5 separate regions of the Sus scrofa genome follow, and all the other regions are linked to region 2. Evidence: chromatin contacts called from public HiChIP or PLAC-seq data. All regions are on one chromosome and are shown on one strand. The core of a region is the stretch at or near the end of the contact, and the rest is flanking DNA. Distances in the headings are between cores, read along the strand shown. Region 1 has its middle 21 kb from the start of LPP. Region 2 overlaps LPP (lipoma-preferred partner). Region 3 overlaps LPP (lipoma-preferred partner). Region 4 has its middle 110 kb from the start of BCL6. Region 5 has its middle 160 kb from the start of LPP.

Region 1 (3,417 bases), core at 114-2,613, 600 kb after region 2:
AGCTAGCATTTATTTCCAATTTTATGGTTTAGGGATGGTTTCCATGTATGTATGTGTCATGTCTTCTGGAATTCATATCAATGACTTTGAGTTGACATTCAAATATGTGGCAGATAAGAAATATCAAAAGGAGTTTCTGTTGTGACTCAGCAGGTTACGAATCCAACCAGTATCCATGAGGATGTGGGTTCCATCCCTGGCCTGGCTCAGTGGGTTAAGGATCCAGCCTTGCCATAAGCTGTGGTGTATGTCACTGACATGGCTTGGATCCTGCATTGCTATTGCTGCAGCTATGTGGCTATGGTGTAGGTCAGTAGCTGCAACTCCAACTCCAATTCAACACCTAGTCTAGGAGCTTCCATATTGTAGGTGAAGCCCAAAAAAGCAAAAAAAAAAAAAAAAAAAAAAAAAAAAGGTGTCAAGAGAGGTCTCCTTCTAACACTTTGCTGTGGCCAACACAGGCCAGAGACCAATCATCAGCACTGCTGCATCCCCAGAGATAGAGACATTCTATTTTCTTCATTCAACCATAGGTGATCCCTCAGTACATCTGTAATATATCTCAACTGCTCAAGTTCAAGTCAAAGTTTTCTTTCTCTAGAAAGTCTTTCTAGATTTCTCCCTCTCCAGCTAAAAATATCTTCCTTTTTTTGAATACCTACAGTGCTTTTGCTATACCTCTTCTATCACATTTTTATTATATTAAAAGCAATTTTATTACATTTTCCTTCCTGTTCATACCTTATATTCTCTACTACTCTGTGAATACCTACTCTAGATCCATTGAACCAGAGTCTGAGGGGTAATTATGATTCGTTTCTGCTGAGACACAACAGGAACTCCCCATTTTTATGTTTTTATAAATTTGACCACTTCTCTCTGAGGCAAATTTCATTTATGGACAGATAATTGTTGCTAGCAAGGAGCAAGCACAGGACATTTCTAAAGACTTCATTGGCTCTACCATGCATGGGTTAAGAGACCTCCAGCAGAGGAAATTTCATGGGTCATTTCCCAGTAACATGTGACAAACTGCAATCCTAAGAGAAGCCTCAGGTTAATGAGGCAAGCAGATGCACAGGCCAGACCTCAAGACACTGTGGGCAGGAGATTAGGCTTTACAGTAGCACCGATGACTGAAGAATTCTGATTTATTTTCACTCTCTCTACAACTTGTATGTATTTTGGATCCCAAACTGCATTTATCATATGTTAGACCTTGTTGAAATATCAAGGAGTAAGAAAATCAATTGTAGTATCTCTAAGCAAAAACTGACATTGGTTAGAGGTGTACTGTGTTTGCAAAGAGAGCTACAATAGTCTCTTTACAATGTTACTTTGCTCTTCCTCCCACAAAGAAGAGGAATTTACTTAGTCACCCTTTGAATCTAGCTGGCCTCATGACTTTGACTGATACAAGAATACAGCAGCCATATATTTTGCAACTTCTTTTTTTTTTTTTTTTTTTTTTTGTCTTTTTGCCTTTTCTAAGACCGCTCCCTCGGCATATGGAGGTTCCCAGGCTAGAGGTCTAATTGGAGCTGTAGCCACCGGCCTATGCCATAGCCATAGCAATGCGGGATCCGAGCTGCGTCTGCAGTCTACACCATAGCTCACAGCAATGCTGGATTGTTAACCCACTGAGCATGGCCGGGGATCGAACCCATGACCTCATGGTTCCTAGTCAGATTTGTTAACCACTGAGCCACAACAGGAACTCCAATGTTTTGCAACTTCTGAGTCTAGGCCTTGGGAAACCTCACAGCTTCTGCTTTTGCCCTCTCTCTCTTTGTATAAAACTCAACTCTATGTGAAAAAGCCTGAGCTAACCTGCTAAACAATGCAGGCACACAGCCTTGCTATAAGCCAGCAGCAATCAGCTCCAAGCAGACTTGCCAATTGACTGGAATTGCATGAGTGTATCCAGGCAAGGTCATCAGAATGACCACACAGCTAAACCCAGCCCGAATCACTGACCACGAGAATTGTGAGCTAATGACTGTTTGAGGTCACTAAGGTTTTGAACGGGCTTATTACATAGCATAGACTAAAGGATACGTATAATGCATAACACTGAAAGAAATAGTAGCCCTTATTTTAGTGAAGATATCTGGACTGTTGACAAGCTCTCTGGGCCTTTCAAAATGGGTCTGAAGAGTTCCCATTGTGGCTCAGCAGATTATGAACCTGACTAGCATCCATGAGGATGCAGGTTCCATCCTTGACCTCACTCAGTGGGTTAAGGATCATGCATTGCCACAAGCTGCAGTGTAGGTCACAGAGGTGGCTGGGATCTGGCGTCGCTGTGGCTGTGGCGTAACCCTAGCCTGGGAACTTCCATATGCCACAGGTGTGGCTCTAAAAAGTAAAAAATTAAAAATGGAAATAAAATAAAATAAAATAAAATGGGTCTGAAATGAAAGTGTCCATTTTAGACTGTGGGCACAAGCTCACCACAGAGAAAAATAATGTAACGGATGGTTCTGAGGAACAGATTTTTAACTGCAGAGGCGCTGGCTTTTTGTGAGGATGAAGTAACTACATACTCAGGATTTACAAAGACTTGGCTTTTCAAAATAATTCATAATGATTTTTACATTTTGAGTCCAGTTCATAGTTTACCAACTACTTTCAGCATCTTTTGTGGTTTGTAATAAAAAGATTCTTTAGTGCTGACTAGAGTCATAAATTCAGGGGTTTTCAAACTTGGTATCACAGACTTAGAAATGACCTGGGGGCCGTCACTCCAACCTTCCCTTTTAACAATGTTTAAATAGGGAAGACCCAATTAAGATATATTTTGAAGGAAGGATTCAGTCCCTACAAATGAGTGCAATGACACTTACATAGCTCATACAGTTCACTCTCAGACAGGAACTAAAGTGAGTTAGTGAACTCCCACTCCCTTCCACACACACGTGAAGTCAGATTTCCAGACTTTTTTTTTTGTTGTTGTTGTTGTTGTTGTTGTTGTTGTTACTATTTCTTGGGCCGCTCCCGCGGCATATGGAGGTTCCCAGGCTAGGGGTTGAATCGGAGCTGTAGCCACCGGCCTACGCCAGAGCCACAGCAACGCGGGATCCGAGCCGCGTCTGCAACCTACACCACAGCTCACGGCAACACCGGATCGTTAACCCACTGAGCAAGGGCAGGGACCGAACCCGCAACCTCATGGTTCCTAGTCGGATTCGTTAACCACTGCGCCACGACGGGAACTCCTCCAGACTTTTTTTTTAACTGCAGAGCCTGCAACTCCATGGTTATCTCCATTTTCCACAGGTGAGAGGTCAAGGCTCAGACACTTGCTTGAGGTCAGGCAGACTGGGCAAGGGTCTAACCTGAGTTTACTGAATCTAAACCCAGACCTTTCACCTCTGCCATGTTTGGAAACTGGTGACTTAAAAGTTGAGTTAAAGC
Region 2 (3,317 bases), core at 681-3,180:
CTAGATTTCCTACATACTTTTTGATTAATTTATTTGCCTGCTGGAATATTTTTGAGTCACTTTTTTTCAGAAAAGGTATGCAAGTCATATACATTCTTTTTGAGTGTTCATGGAATATTTAAAAGAAACTATTTCTGTAGGAGGCAAAGTTTGATATACTGTTACATAATAAAAGCAAGTTATTAATTAGTACAGACAGTATGATCTCATTGTGTTTGTATGTACATGTAAACATATATATAGGTATGTGGTTACATCTATAAACATATATCATATCCAGGTACACCAAAATAGAAAAAATATGTGGTAAAATGTAAACTGTTCTAATATTTAGATGGGAGAGTTATATGCCCTTTAAAAGTATTTTCTAATTTTTCTCTAGTGAGCATGTGATACTTAAAAACTGAGTTTTTTTTTAATTACTACTATAAGAAAAAAATATTCTGAGCTCATATATGGTAATAGAGAAAAAAATTAATGAGGAAAAATGAAACCTAGTAATAACAAATGAAATTTCCAATAATTTGTTGGATATGTGCAGAGTTGAACTTGAAAATCAAAGACCGGGATCAAGTCCTGGATCTGACACTCATGCTCTGTGGGACTGAGCAAGCTGATTTTTTTCTAAAACCCAAGTTATTACTATTGGAAGTAAAGGCAATAATAATTGTACCTATATTCTAAGATTTTGAGAAAGTGACCTGAGATAAACAAAAAGTGCTGTGTAAAAATTAAGGCACTAAAGAAACATTAGTTATTGCTGTGATTATTTTTAACCATAAAAATGGGCTTTTGTCTTAAAACCTGAGACATTTCGGGGAGAGCAACAAGTAAATGCTCATGGAAAGGCAGGGGCTGTGGTTTTAAGTTGGCAGAAGTTTAGCATTTTAGGCTCTGTAATACTGGAAGCCATGATTCATGTGGTCATCAATTAAAACTGTGGGACTCAAAGGCTATATAATCCCAGGGGGCTGTCAATATCCGCACATTTTTAGGAAGCTGAACTGTAGTTTCAGGGCAGCAGAATGGATCTAGTAATAAAATGCAAGTGAAAAGATCTGTTCCTTAGGCTTCGTTTTGTCTTTTTCTTTGAAAATATCAAAGCCACTATAAATGGGACCAATAATCTCCCCTCTGTCTGTTTCACAAGGTTCTAATGCGTAAGGTGCAGTAAAAGAGGCGCAGGAGCACTGTGAAATATAAGGGGCTGTACAAATGGAGGAGAAAACTATTCGTAGTAGTTAGAATGGTTAAATCTCTCAAGAGCATACTTGACAAATTTTCCTCTCTCTTGAACCATTTTTCTCTTTCCTGGGAGAGTGCTTATAGGAGGATGATGTAATTAACATTAAGAAGAAAGCGCGTGTGTGCGTGTGTGAGTGGATGGGTGGTATGTGGGAAAGAGAGAGAGAGAGGGAGAGAGAGAGAGAGAGAGAGACCCACTACTTGGGGATGAGAGAGCAGGAGGGGTATGTAATTAAGGAAAGAGGAGAGAAGTTCACCTGAATTTCTCAAGTTTAGTCTAAACTCTCAGGTCCGTTGCTAATACCCACATAAAGCACTAGCCATAACTGCTTTTAAAACATTTTATTAGGTGGAATTGAGCATATAAAAGACAACCTTCCTGCAAAGGTACAAAACCTACCTCTTAAAGTAGGTTGAAAAGTTAGAATGTTTTAACTGTAGCCATTTAGTGACACAGGGAGAAAAAAAGCTGTTAGTGTGTGAGCCACTAATGCGCAAATTCAGGAACTTTTAAGTGTTTAGTCTCATGTGAAGTTGGCCTCCTATTTCCTTAAGTCTTTTAATCACTTGGATTGTAACTGTAATAAAAATGCCTGTACCAACTTCCACTACCAGAGAGTCAGGAGCTGGATTCCATCCACTCTGAGTAAGAGCCCTGGTTTAGGGGAAGATCCTTGGCTGCCATCTCATAAACAGACTTGCTGAGCATCTCTGATGCACTGTGTCTCTAGGCCCAGACTCTTTGGCAATGCTGAGAACACAGCAATTCTTTTGTAAATCTGTACTTAGAAGCCTGTCTCATTGAGGGCAGTGGGAAGTATGGTTGCTTCCCATACCAACACAAAAATCTTAAGAAAAACATTAACCTCTTCTCATATATGTCCTCATATTCCTTCTATGACATCTATTTATTGCAGGATTTCCATAGCAACTGCAGCTATGAAATTACCCCAAACTTAGAGGATTTCTAAATTCCATCAGATTAAGCCAAAGAAAAAAAAGCAATGAAAATGTTATTAATCAGATTAAGCCCTTGTATTAGTAAATGATTTCTTCATCATGTAGAAAATATTACTCCTGTTCACTCCTTCTCTTTGAAGAATGGTTAGAAGTTAATATTTCCCTTTAATAAATGAGGATACTGGTACTCACAGATTAAATGATTTATTTCACATCATACCAGGAAAGCAAAGACTAGGACCAAGGTATGCTATTTATATCACTTTTCTTCCCAAGGAAGCTTAGTGCTCTAATTTTAATATGTTTATTTAAACAAATCCATAAGAATAATCAAAACTAAGCTTTTAAGAGATGTATCACCAAAGAAAAAAAGCATCTTAATGATTTTGCTAATTACAGAAACCCAAATTAAAAACTATTATATAATGCACCTATTCAGTTGGTTCAAAATAAATGTAAATAAACCTCTTCAATAGTGGACAGGTTATAGTTTAACATTTGGTCTCATTATTGTTGATGGTTCTCTAAAGTGAAAATATCTTTTTAAAGAAATCTAGTAAAAGCTCTTCAAATTGCCATAAATTTGGTAATATAAATCACAGAATTTATGCTAAGAAAGCAATTCAAAATAAAATTAAATAAAATTTTACTCAGTTATTTATAGGCATGTTTTTTATAATACTAAAAGATTGGAAAATATCCATTATCTGTCCAGTAGCAAATGGTTTTAAAAAGTAGTGTGTAAACTAAACATATGAAAAGCTAAAAATGGAAATTATTAACAATGAAAAGCTATATATATATATATATATATACATATATTTATATTGTCAATCAATAGAAAATACAAAAGAAAGCATGTACAAAATGATTAAAGTGAAACACAATGCCTTACTGAATCAAATTTGTTTAATCCTATGTACATGTAAGGATTAAGGATTCAAGAGGATATAGGTAAATCTGAATAATCACTGAATCAAAGATAAAGCCATAACTGGTATATTTTCTCTCCAAATTACTTAAATGTTTAATTTAAATATGATCTTCAGTTGATCAATAACCAATTGGGGCAAGAATAAATTAAATTTATGTTAGACTCGTCTCCTTTCCGA
Region 3 (3,681 bases), core at 410-2,909, 550 kb after region 2:
GGCTACTTGCAGTTTTTCATTTACTTCTCTGTGTTTTTCCGTAATGTTCCTAATTTTCTCCAGTGACCATGGATTACTTTGAAATTAACAGTAAAAAAAAGTTTTTGTACCTTGAGCAAGCAATCTGATGTCTCACTAATCTATCTTGGAAAATAATCGGAGGTGTAGATAAAGAATTGATAAAAAGGATGTTCATCACAGTGCTATTTACAATGATGAAAAACTAGAAACTCAAATGTCAGCTATCAAAAAAAATTAAAAATTACAGCATATTCTTATGATGGAATAATATCCAGTCATCAAAAATAACATATATTAGGAATTCCTAATGCCATGTTCATGCTTTATTTTTTGGTGAAAGGGTAGTACACAAAACTGTATATACTGTAAGACAACATGTCAGAAGAACGCAAATGCACAAAAATGTAATGAATTACTCAAGAATATTAGAAACAAACAGTGTTTGTATCTAAATTGTGGATTTACAGGTGAGTCTCATTTCCTTCTTTATTTGGTTCTGTATATTTGAAATATTTTATTATGAGTATGTACTACTCTGAGAGCAATACTTAGAAAATTTGCATTTGTTTTTTGCTTTCAGTTCTTCCTGAGGGATTGAGAGGAGGTTGGAGAGGAGGAGACATCTGTGCTACATTTTGAGGGATGAGCAGGTGTTCACCAGATAGAAACAAAGGGCCCAGGGCCAAGAAGAAAGCACATGTGAAGACATACAGGCGTGCGAGACAGTGTGACCAGTAACACTCTCATTAGCTGAAGCAGAGAGTGAGGCAGGCAGGGGGTGGCAGGAGACATTCCTAGAACCAAGGCAAGGTCAGATGATGGCAGGGTGGAGGTGTGCCCAGGGAAAGATTTTACCCAAAGGCCAGGGGAGATGGTGAGTGAGAGGGCAGGAAGCCCCCAGGGAAGCTGGAGAAATGCTTGCCCTGAAGCAGAGCCGGGAATCGCAGAAGCTCAAGCAGAGCAGGAAGAAAACTGGTAGGTAAGGGTCTTCCACTCAGTTCCACTCACAAAACGATTCGTTTTCTCCGAACAAGGCCATGCATGTATTTATGCCTAGAAATAAAATTAACTGGAAAATCAAACCAACACTTTCTTACCGCCCCCAGGCATTGCCAGAGGCCATTCTGACGTCCTTCTAAAAGTAGACCCAACGAAGCATCCCTGTTTTTTCACAAGTTACTTCTGAGTGTTAGGCACAGATGCCAGGAAAAAGAACAGGCCTGCAGGTGCCATTCTGTTCAGTAGACCTAAGGCAGGAGGTTGAGTGGACGAGGAGTTAGAGGAAAAAAGCCTCACACATGGAGGATGAGCTAAGACAGGGCCAGATGATCCCTTCTCCAGCCAGAGGTCATGCTCTTGGAGGAAAAAAAAAGGCTGCAGAGAGGCCCTGCTCAAGTTGCAGTCAAGGGTGGCTTCCCAGCAGGAAGAGAAATGGGGTTCCAGTAAACCGGGAATGGTGCTGGCAGTGGACACTCAGACCTGTTCACAGTGGCTTTAAATGGAAATCTGAGCAGGGGAGGAATCTAGAAGTGCAGAGCATGAGTTGGGCAAACAAATGTGTAGCAGATACAGGCACTCTAGAAGGACAAGGGCTCCAGAATCACAAGGGAAACCAGGGGAGAGAGACAGGTTTGGCCAGACTGCCAGGCCTCCAGGGGCCCTGAGGCCCGAAACAGGAAATGTGCTGCAGGGCTGGGGTAGGAGCCAGGGAGGAGCTCACAGGGCTACGTGGAGGGCCATCTGTCAGAGGTTCAAGGATGAGCCAGAGATGAAGGGAAGGCAAAAGAGGGTCACTGAGGAAGATTCAGCACAGCCTTCCAACCAAATTCAAAAGCCCTGGGGGTGAGCAGGCTTCAACGATCAACAGGGAATGTGGAGGATTGGCTCTACAGGGCCCACATCAACGTTCTCAAAACGTCTTTTTCTTTCTTGATGGCCAAACATGTCTCCATGTCCACAGGGCCATCACTGTGGAAACCTGACAGGCTCTCTCCATCACCCTGCTGCCAGGATGCTTCCTCTGCTTATACACACACCCAGCGACACGGCACTGCTTCACCCATGCCTCAATCTGGTTTGCATGTCTGTTTCCTGTGTTGACCACAAGGCCCCAGACGGCCGAAAGGGTACTTTATTCACCTTCCCCGCCCTGTTCTGAGAATGGCAGACAACGGACACAGAGTCAACTCCATAAGTCGGCTATGACTCTCCTTTTGCACCAAGAAAACGCCTGATGGATTCTCGCTCTGACTCACCATCAGTGAGACCCACAGTTGAGGGAAGCAAAGAGGTAAGTGATCACTCAGGATTTAATTCCAACCAAGGAAGAAAAGTTTGATGCAGTGGGCAGAAGACAAACATTGGGAAAATGATACCATACTGCTCTGAGTGAAGATCTGAAGAAAGGGAGATTCAGAGACCTTGGAAAATAAAGTAGTAGGCAGCAAGCGGCCTGGTTGCTTGGAGTAGTCCCAAGGCAGCAGAGAAGAGGGGGACCAATCAAGATGTGTGGAGAAAAGAAGACATGGGGCGGGGCAGCCTAACTGGGGTATAGCATGAGGGGAACCTGATCCAAACACAGATTGGCTGTAAAGCACCCAGACAGCCTGGACATCCCAGAAGCACCATCCTCCTCCAACACTCCCTCCTAGTTAGGCCGCAAGAGCCTAACTCTTCTCACCCATGTGAATCAAGGGTGCTACAGTGGCCACCCAAACAGAGCCCCTGGGCCCACCCATGCCAAAAGCTCCATGGAGAAGAAGGGAAGATTGTGCTCTGGATCAGCCCAGGCAATGTTTTTGTGGACTCCTAAACCCTACACAGTCATCACATAGGTCCCACCATCTCAGCATCCCTGTCTTCTCCCTGGGATGACTTTTCAGAGTCCTGTGGCTGCTTCATCTCCCCATCTCTCATGCTTCTACAGCTCTTTGGTACTCTCCTATAGCATGAACACCATGCTCTTCTCCAGTATTTTGTAACCATGAAGCACCTTCCCACAGACAAGTACTTTCACCCTTAATCCAGAAAGAATGGGGGACATCAACATAATCACCACTGCTACTCCCATTTTACAGATAAGGAAACTGAGGCTTCTAGGAGACTTTATCTTCCCCTGGACCACCCCAACCTCTAGCCAGGCCTCTCCCAGCTCCTGAACCAACTGTGAGAGATACATATCATAAAGCAATCATATTCAGTACCTTTCTAATCTAATCTCTTGTGCCTAGGTCAATCCTAGGTTCTAATCACTGCAATGTCTTTCACCCTCATGTGTTGGTCCACAGTGCAGAACCGTGAATGCACCTCAAAGCCCTAGTCCAAAGCAGATGCCATCACTCCAGCCAGATTCTCCAGCCATGCTCCAGTGCCGGCGCCCACATCACTTCAACCAGGCCTCCCTTCCTATACTGGTGGCTCTACAGGCGCAGTCCCTGATATGAGAGGAAGACATCTCTTCTGAGTTGCAAGCAGTCCCCTTTCTGGGCTGACCAGCAGAGTCCACCATTACTGGACTACCCCCAGGCCTGATGCCCCTTCCAACACCAAGCCTCAGGCCACGCATCTCCTTCTACTGGCTTCCTCCTGAGTAAGATTTATTCTACGTCAACCAAAACTTGCACCTGGTTTACAGATTTCCACCTCTTTCCAATTTCTATC
Region 4 (3,627 bases), core at 1,103-3,602, 870 kb after region 2:
GGGCCAAAAGCCACAGGAACTTGGTGAAAGTGTTGGTCGTTACCTCCTTTAATGTATTTATTTTTAACCACAGTCTTCCCCCCTCATTTAAGCAGACTAACTTACTAGTTCACCAGCTCACTCATTAACCATCTCAGTGTCCCAGCTTCCTGGTTTTTTCCTCTCACATCCAATGGGCTCACAAAGTCCCTTACATCTGCCCCTTTCTGGCAATGAACCTCTAGTTCACGTATTTGTTACACAAATAATTTGCAGTGATAATTTTTCACCCTGAATCCACCACTTCACAGATCTATTGTCTGGCTTCAAGGAATTCCCCATCTGCAAAAGTGTCCGTGAGGCAGAGTCTCAGTGATTGTGAAAGGGGCCTGCTGATAAGCCAGGTAAAACTGGTCTCCTGTCCATCTGCTCTTCTGTCTCTTTCCAATTAAGTCTCTGCCAAGACTCCTTGGGCTCTACCCCCAACCTGTTCTGCCCGCTCTTTCCAAAGTGCAGGCAACAATGTGGACATAGTCAGGGATACTCACCATATGCCCACTCTCCCTAGAATCAGCCTAGATCTCATAAGGGACCCATCGGACACTCAGATGTAAGATTTACCATCAAGAACCCTTTGAAGAGATAAGATATATATGCTCTAAGGATATGGCTGAAAGTCTGTGGTTCTACTAAAAGTTCAGAAGAGATGGATAACATCATGGGCCCTATGCTGGGCCTAGAAGGAAGCAGAGAGGAGTACAAAAAAAATTTCATTTGGAGGCATTCATTTTTTCACCATTTAGTCAATAAGCATCTGCCCCATCACAGGCTCTGAGCTAGGAGCCAGGCGTATAGAGGAATTAGATGGTATCCCGGTTCTTCAGAAGATCACAACCCCCAGGGGAGACACTCATGTGAAGATCATCATCCTGTGGTGCAATGCTCAGTAACACAGAGAAATTGACAGAGCTATGTTCAGGCAATGGCCAGATCTGCCTGGGAAAGGAAAAAGGTCTGACAGAAAAGGAAACCTCCCTCCACACCAAAGGGATCTGGAGTGTTTTGTGAAGATCAGATGAGCAAAATGGGGAGGTAGCCGGGGTAGAGTGCTTGTTTTAACCACGAGACCTGGGTTTTCGCCTGACTCTGCTGCTTCCCAGCTGAGTGATTGGGATCATGTTCCTCAAAGTCTCTGGGCTCCAGTTTTGTCACAAGCAAAATGAGGATCATAATACTTCCACAGGAATGGCTGGGAGGTTGAAGGAGAAAGGTGATAAAGGGGCAAGTAAAAGAATTTACCGTCATCATCACCATCATCATCATCACATAGGAAAGCACTTTGGAAATTCTCCATCCTGGTATAAATGAGCAAAGTTATTGGGGTGATGACTTAACTATTACCATGACTACCTTCCCTTGCCCACCAGGATCTTCCTTACATCTGGAAACAGAAGGACCTGTCTATGAATGAGCAGGATTCACTCTTGCCACCTACCACATCTTTTTCCTTCGGGCAAATCTTACTCTGTAAGGCCTCAGAATGTTAATTTTGCATCTGTAAGTCCTCCTGAGCATGATTATTAGCATTTTTTTTCCTTTAAGGAAATTAAATTATGTAGAGTCCACTAAACCGAAGGATATTTAAAGAGAGTTGGCCATATGCCCAGGGTTCACCTAGTCACCCAGGCATTACTGAACAGGCCATTTATTTCATAATTTCTCACAAGAAACTGTGGCAATGGCCAGAGATGACATAGGTGACAGATGAGTCAAGGAGAGAGGGTGACTCAGAGGCAACTATCTTAGCAACCTCCCCTCCGTCCCCCCACCGCAACACAACTGGCAGCCTTGAATATGCTAGCTTCCATAGAGATTTATACTTTTGTTTGGATATTGCTTTAAGGATATCAAAGGATCTGTATTCCTGGAAGCCTCCTTCCTTGTTTCTTCCCTGAGGCCCTTCAGACCATGCTCCAATTCATTCCTTTGTAATGAGAAGAATGCACATTCCTTGGGAATTTATTCTATGCCAAAAATCATACACTGTCTTTTACATTCATTGTTTTATTTACTCCTCACCACTGCCACCCAGGTGTGATGGTTAACCTCAACTTACAGATGAGGAAACTGTGGTGTAAAGAGAGCAAGTGGCTGGCCAAGGTGAGTCCAGGAATATCCGATAGGACTAGCCATACATAGGTAGTTCAACTCCAGAGCCCCTGCTGATGGCCATTCTGATATTCTACCTTTAGGTAGGAAAGGCTGGAGCTCCATGTCACAACAAAAATCTCAGTCACTTCTGCTCTGAGTCAATGCTGAGGATTGCCTTAGGATTGGCTTCTCAGAAAGCGAGAACTGTGGAAGAGAGGAAATTAGCTGAAGGGTGTTCTAGGCAGTCTTCTTCCTGTGCAGGCAGCCAGAGAAAGCCTGGCTCTGGGAACATGTCCTACAGAGCTCCTGCTGGCGGGTAGAGGAAGTTTACCTTAGTAAGGAAGAGAGAACATCTCTGAAAGAGGAAGAGCCAAGTTTAATGACTCTCCTTCAGACTCTGTCTCCCTGATTGCCTGTGCAAGATTTTTTTTTTTCCCTTGAGAAAATGTGATCAAGTTTATCACCTCAATCACAGCTCTGATCTTGTCTCACACTAAGAACCTCCAATAATGGTTTTTCACAGTCCTAATCAGCAGTCTCCAAACTTTCTGAGTATGGAGCCCCACCCATTAAAAGATTTATAATTTGTGTGCTCAAATGGATTCATAATACGTGTGTCTGCATGTGTGTCAAACCATGCCAGTGTATTATGCACATTATAAAAATAAATGAAAAATATAAATTATAAAGGAGATAAATGTGGAATAAAAAATACTTTAAAAGTCCTGCTAATCCTATAACATCATATTATCTTTTCTATCATCCCAAGACGTAATCAACACTCTACGAGGGGTTTATCATTAATCACAGGAGTGTAAACCCATATTTCAAGCATTCTTTCTGAGAATTTTGAGTTTTTTTTTTCTTTTTGCCTACTGCTTGTTATATGTGATTAGATCATCATTGGCTTTAACCCCTGAAATGTAGCCAGTGGGAAGCCAAGAAGAGGAGAAAACATCAGCTCTATCATTGTTTTGTTGTTGGCTTGTAATTGTTACAAGAATTATTCTCACTCCATGAGTTCTGTGCAGGAATCTTATAAAAGCACTTGTCCATTTAGTGAGAATTTATTTCATAAAATCGAGGTAAATCTTCCATAAATCCAAGAAAGTAGCTGAAGGAGAATGGAAGTATGGGGAGCTCATGGACCCTCTAGGGGCTGAGCATCACTACCCCTCCCTCAGAATAACCTTAGCTGGAGATGGACTCATTTTCCTTGGGATCCAACATGGGTCCCCTAGTCCATCTATGTAGGCAATAATAGGAACTTTACCTTCTTTTATGTAAATAAAACTAAATATAAATGAAGATCCCAGTTTGATTTGCACACCCTCCTGGGAGCATGCACTCCTCTTTGGGAACCTTTATCTACCCAAATGAGAGTCCTTAGCCTTCCAAGACTGGTGACCTACTTCTTCAGCCATATCTCCAACTGTTGCTAACCCCACACATTCCCATGGTCACCCACATACTGCCCTGTACAAACACAAAGGGCTG
Region 5 (3,180 bases), core at 505-3,004, 740 kb after region 2:
CGTCTTAGTGATCCCTATGGAGAGAATGTAGTCAGGGCCATTAGTGCCATTTTATAGGTGAGAAAACTGAGGCTCAGGGAGATCAAATTATTTTCTCAGAGAAAGCTTTGAGGTGAACTTGGGTCTGCTCACGCCAGCACGCTGGCAGAAGCTGTTTAGGGAGGGGTAGCTGATGATGGGGTCAGAGGAGGGGAGCCACCAGCCTATGGGTTCATCTGTCTTACCTCCTGAAAGATGCTACGGTCTGATGGGTAGAGCTCTAGATTTTCAGGCAGACAACCCAGCACTGTGGGTGTGTGAGTGTGGGGTTGGTGCCGGAAGGTGCGGGGATCACAGAGAATGACCTGGGGGAGGTGAGACTGTGTGGGTGGCTTCCTTTGCACAGATGTGTCACCCTTGGTGCCTGCCTGAGGCTGGTGGCCATACCCATGTGAGTGCCTGCAGACAAGCCCCACACGGGTGGACAATACTTATGACTTGCTGGGGAAGTGACCAGAGTCCCAGCCTGTGTGGTATAGGTCCTGGGTTTCTGAGTCCCTCTGTAGAGCATTGGCTTTGAGCAGTTCTGTGACTTCAATCAGAGCTTCTGAGACGACAGCCACTTTGCAGTGTGGGTGGACCCACAGTCCTACTCCTTCCTTGGGAAAAATAACTCAGCAATATCTCTTGCTGCTGAGTGGGCCAGGTGTGTGAGCTGAGTGGAAGCATGATGCAGTATAAAATCTGAGGTTGACAGAGTTGTAAGTTACCTGGATCAGATACCTAGTTTATGGATGGAAACACAGAGGATCAGAGGACGAAACTGACTATTACTTCATGCCTGTTTTTAACATTTCATTTATTCAAAAACTATTTAAGTAGGTATTCTCTGGGAGGGTTTGCCTCCATGTATCCCCAGTCCAGTGAAGACAGATACACATAAACAAGAATTCACCACGCCAACAGGTGCTTAGTGAGAGTGACCATGTTTTGAGAGAGGGCTCAGAGAAGGAGCTGCCAACTCCTTTCTGGGAATCTGAAAGGGCCACCCAGCAGAGATGAAAACTGAGTGAATCTAGAAAGATAAATAATTTTGTGAAAGGCAGAAAAGTGCTCACCTGATAGAAAGAACAACGTGTTCACAGATCTAGAGGTGGAAAGAGTGCATGTGACGCCAGGACTCAGGACTGGCTCCAATCTAGGGAGTGTCTCTGTGCATCAGAGTTTGCAGGATGGGGTCAGCAGGCGAAACCAGAAAATGGGCGTGTCCTGGATCATGAAGGGCTTCATTCAACAGACTAAGGAGTCTGAACTGTGTCTTTTTGGCTGCTCCAGCCACATGCAGAAGTTCCCTGGTCAGGGATCAAACCTGTGCCACAGCATTGACCCAAGCCATGGGAGGGATGATGTTGGGTCCTTAAGCTTCTATGCCACCATGCAACTCCTGAATTGTGTCTTATAGGGATTGGGAACACATTAAGGGATATTAAGCAGGGAGATAACGACACTAGGAATGAGTTTGGACATAGCATTCTGTAGACAGTCTGGGAAAGACTGAAGAGAGATAGGAGGCATGGAGGCTAGTTTGAAGATGCTGGAGCATCATAGTAAATTATGACAAAAGCCCAGCCAGAGTCAGCTGTGGTGGGGAAGGCAAGGAGGAATTGGAGTGAGAAATTCAGGAACTGGAACTGACGTGGAGAGTGGAGTGATAGGGGCCCAGTCTGGGTGATAGGGTCGATGGTAACCAACCAACCAGGAGAAGGGATGACAGAAGTGGATGGGAGGGCACTTAGTGTTCAGTGTTAAATTTGTTGCATGTGCAGGGCTTGGAGATATCAAAAGGGTGGCATAGGTGGAGAAAACAGTCTGCAGGCGAGGAGAGAGGCCAAGTTTGGCAATCAGGAGGCTGTCAGGATCAGAACCCATACACATGGATTTTGGAGATATGGGACACTTTTTAAGAATCAGTTCATCCAAAGTGGTGTTCAGATGTGTCTCAGACCTTGAGCTGAAAGCCTCCAGGGGGCAGACAGACCCCCAGCATCTGCCCTGGGAGGCTCCCCTGGGCTGGCAGGGAGTTATCTCACTGTGAGATTAAGTGAGGGGGGTCAAGGGAGAGAGCTCAGGCCCCTGCCTGTCTGTACCACGTCAGAGCCAGGAACTCACCAGGGCCAAGCCCCTTTATCTTGGAGACATCCTTCATCAGATATGGTTCACTCATTTCCGCTCCAGCCCCCATGCCTTCCCACCACCACCACCTCCTCACTTTAGTCACTGGAGCTGAGTCATCCTATGAGCCTATTCCTGTCACCTTCCCCTCCATCAGGATGGAAAGGGTTTGGGTAGGAGCCACAGGGCATGGGTATTGCCATCTGCTGGTCAGATTGGAACAAGAGAATGGGTCTCAGCCTCTGTTCCAATTCCTTTACCACTGTTTGCTTCCTAGGAGGTTGAGGGAGAAGTAAAGCTGGCCAGACTCTGACTCCCAGAAAGGAAAGGAAAAAAAGGAACTAATGTGGGTGGGGAACCCCTGCGGCACCAGGCAAATGCCAAAAGCCTTGGCATCCATTTCCCGTAACAATGGCCTTAGGATGGCCTCAAAATAACACCTTAGCAGTGGTATTATCCTCAGATGGGGAACATGAGGATCAGGAGGTTAAGCCATTTTCCCAAGATCACAAAGCAGGTATATCTGAATGATTTCAAAGCTCACACTACTTCCACTACATTTTCGCATCTATTGCTCCATCATCCCTGGGGGAGTATGGCATAAAAGTCAACTCCTGGCTGAATACTTACCATGTGTGAAGCACAGCACCAGAGTGGTTAATAGAGGCATCTTGCTCTTGAGAAACTTTATGTCCTGTTGGAAATGCTTGATCCTTTGATTTAATCACTCCGTTTTTCTGAGCATCACCTATGAGCAGACCCTGTATGGGGGCTGTGGAGATGGGTGATGAGAATAGCATGGATTGGTAGATGTTGGGGCATTGTTGAATGGTTGAGACAAGTTTTAAAGCCCCACTAATGACAGAGAATTATTGAAGATTTGAGTATTTATGTTTTTATGCTGACTCATCAATCCTCCTGTATTCACTCCTTTTATTCCTTCCTTGATATCAGGTGCTAGGCTAGAGGGTTTGGGGTACAACAGAGAGTAAAAAGTAGGGACAGCCTCTACCACCAAAGAGATTAGTG

The links. HiChIP or PLAC-seq counts read pairs in DNA pulled down with a chosen protein or histone mark.
Region 1: a contact with region 2 is called in an H3K27ac HiChIP or PLAC-seq map of alveolar macrophages. The contact joins two enhancer-like sites. A contact is called at or near these places in 1 of 47 Hi-C or Micro-C datasets (embryonic fibroblasts) and 1 of 2 datasets of contacts at active chromatin or transcription factors (alveolar macrophages).
Region 3: a contact with region 2 is called in an H3K27ac HiChIP or PLAC-seq map of alveolar macrophages. The contact joins two enhancer-like sites. A contact is called at or near these places in 2 of 2 datasets of contacts at active chromatin or transcription factors (alveolar macrophages and skeletal muscle).
Region 4: an H3K27ac HiChIP or PLAC-seq map of alveolar macrophages shows a contact between it and region 2. The contact joins two enhancer-like sites. A contact is called at or near these places in 2 of 2 datasets of contacts at active chromatin or transcription factors (alveolar macrophages and skeletal muscle).
Region 5: an H3K27ac HiChIP or PLAC-seq map of alveolar macrophages shows a contact between it and region 2. The contact joins two enhancer-like sites. A contact is called at or near these places in 2 of 2 datasets of contacts at active chromatin or transcription factors (alveolar macrophages and skeletal muscle).

What each region holds. Positions count from the first base shown.
Region 1 is chr13:125,759,652-125,763,068 of Sscrofa11.1, reverse strand. No RefSeq gene overlaps it. Among named protein-coding and RNA genes, the nearest start is that of LPP, 21 kb to the left of the region's middle. Within about 2 kb of position 1,363, at least 9 of the 83 cell types and tissues checked have an H3K27ac peak or open chromatin away from gene starts, as enhancers often do. A contact at or near this core is called in alveolar macrophages, where this site is marked.
Region 2 is chr13:126,361,569-126,364,885 of Sscrofa11.1, reverse strand. The region is part of intron 8 of LPP (lipoma-preferred partner); the gene reads right to left. Among named protein-coding and RNA genes, the nearest start is that of MIR28, 81 kb to the right of the region's middle. Within about 2 kb of position 1,930, at least 3 of the 83 cell types and tissues checked have an H3K27ac peak or open chromatin away from gene starts, as enhancers often do. A contact at or near this core is called in alveolar macrophages, where this site is marked.
Region 3 is chr13:125,806,904-125,810,584 of Sscrofa11.1, reverse strand. All of the region lies in intron 1 of LPP (lipoma-preferred partner), which reads right to left. Among named protein-coding and RNA genes, the nearest start is that of LPP, 26 kb to the right of the region's middle. Within about 2 kb of position 1,659, at least 15 of the 83 cell types and tissues checked have an H3K27ac peak or open chromatin away from gene starts, as enhancers often do. A contact at or near this core is called in alveolar macrophages, where this site is marked.
Region 4 is chr13:125,493,511-125,497,137 of Sscrofa11.1, reverse strand. No RefSeq gene overlaps it. Among named protein-coding and RNA genes, the nearest start is that of BCL6, 110 kb to the right of the region's middle. Within about 2 kb of position 2,352, at least 10 of the 83 cell types and tissues checked have an H3K27ac peak or open chromatin away from gene starts, as enhancers often do. A contact at or near this core is called in alveolar macrophages, where this site is marked.
Region 5 is chr13:125,618,140-125,621,319 of Sscrofa11.1, reverse strand. No RefSeq gene overlaps it. Among named protein-coding and RNA genes, the nearest start is that of LPP, 160 kb to the left of the region's middle. Within about 2 kb of position 1,754, at least 17 of the 83 cell types and tissues checked have an H3K27ac peak or open chromatin away from gene starts, as enhancers often do. A contact at or near this core is called in alveolar macrophages, where this site is marked.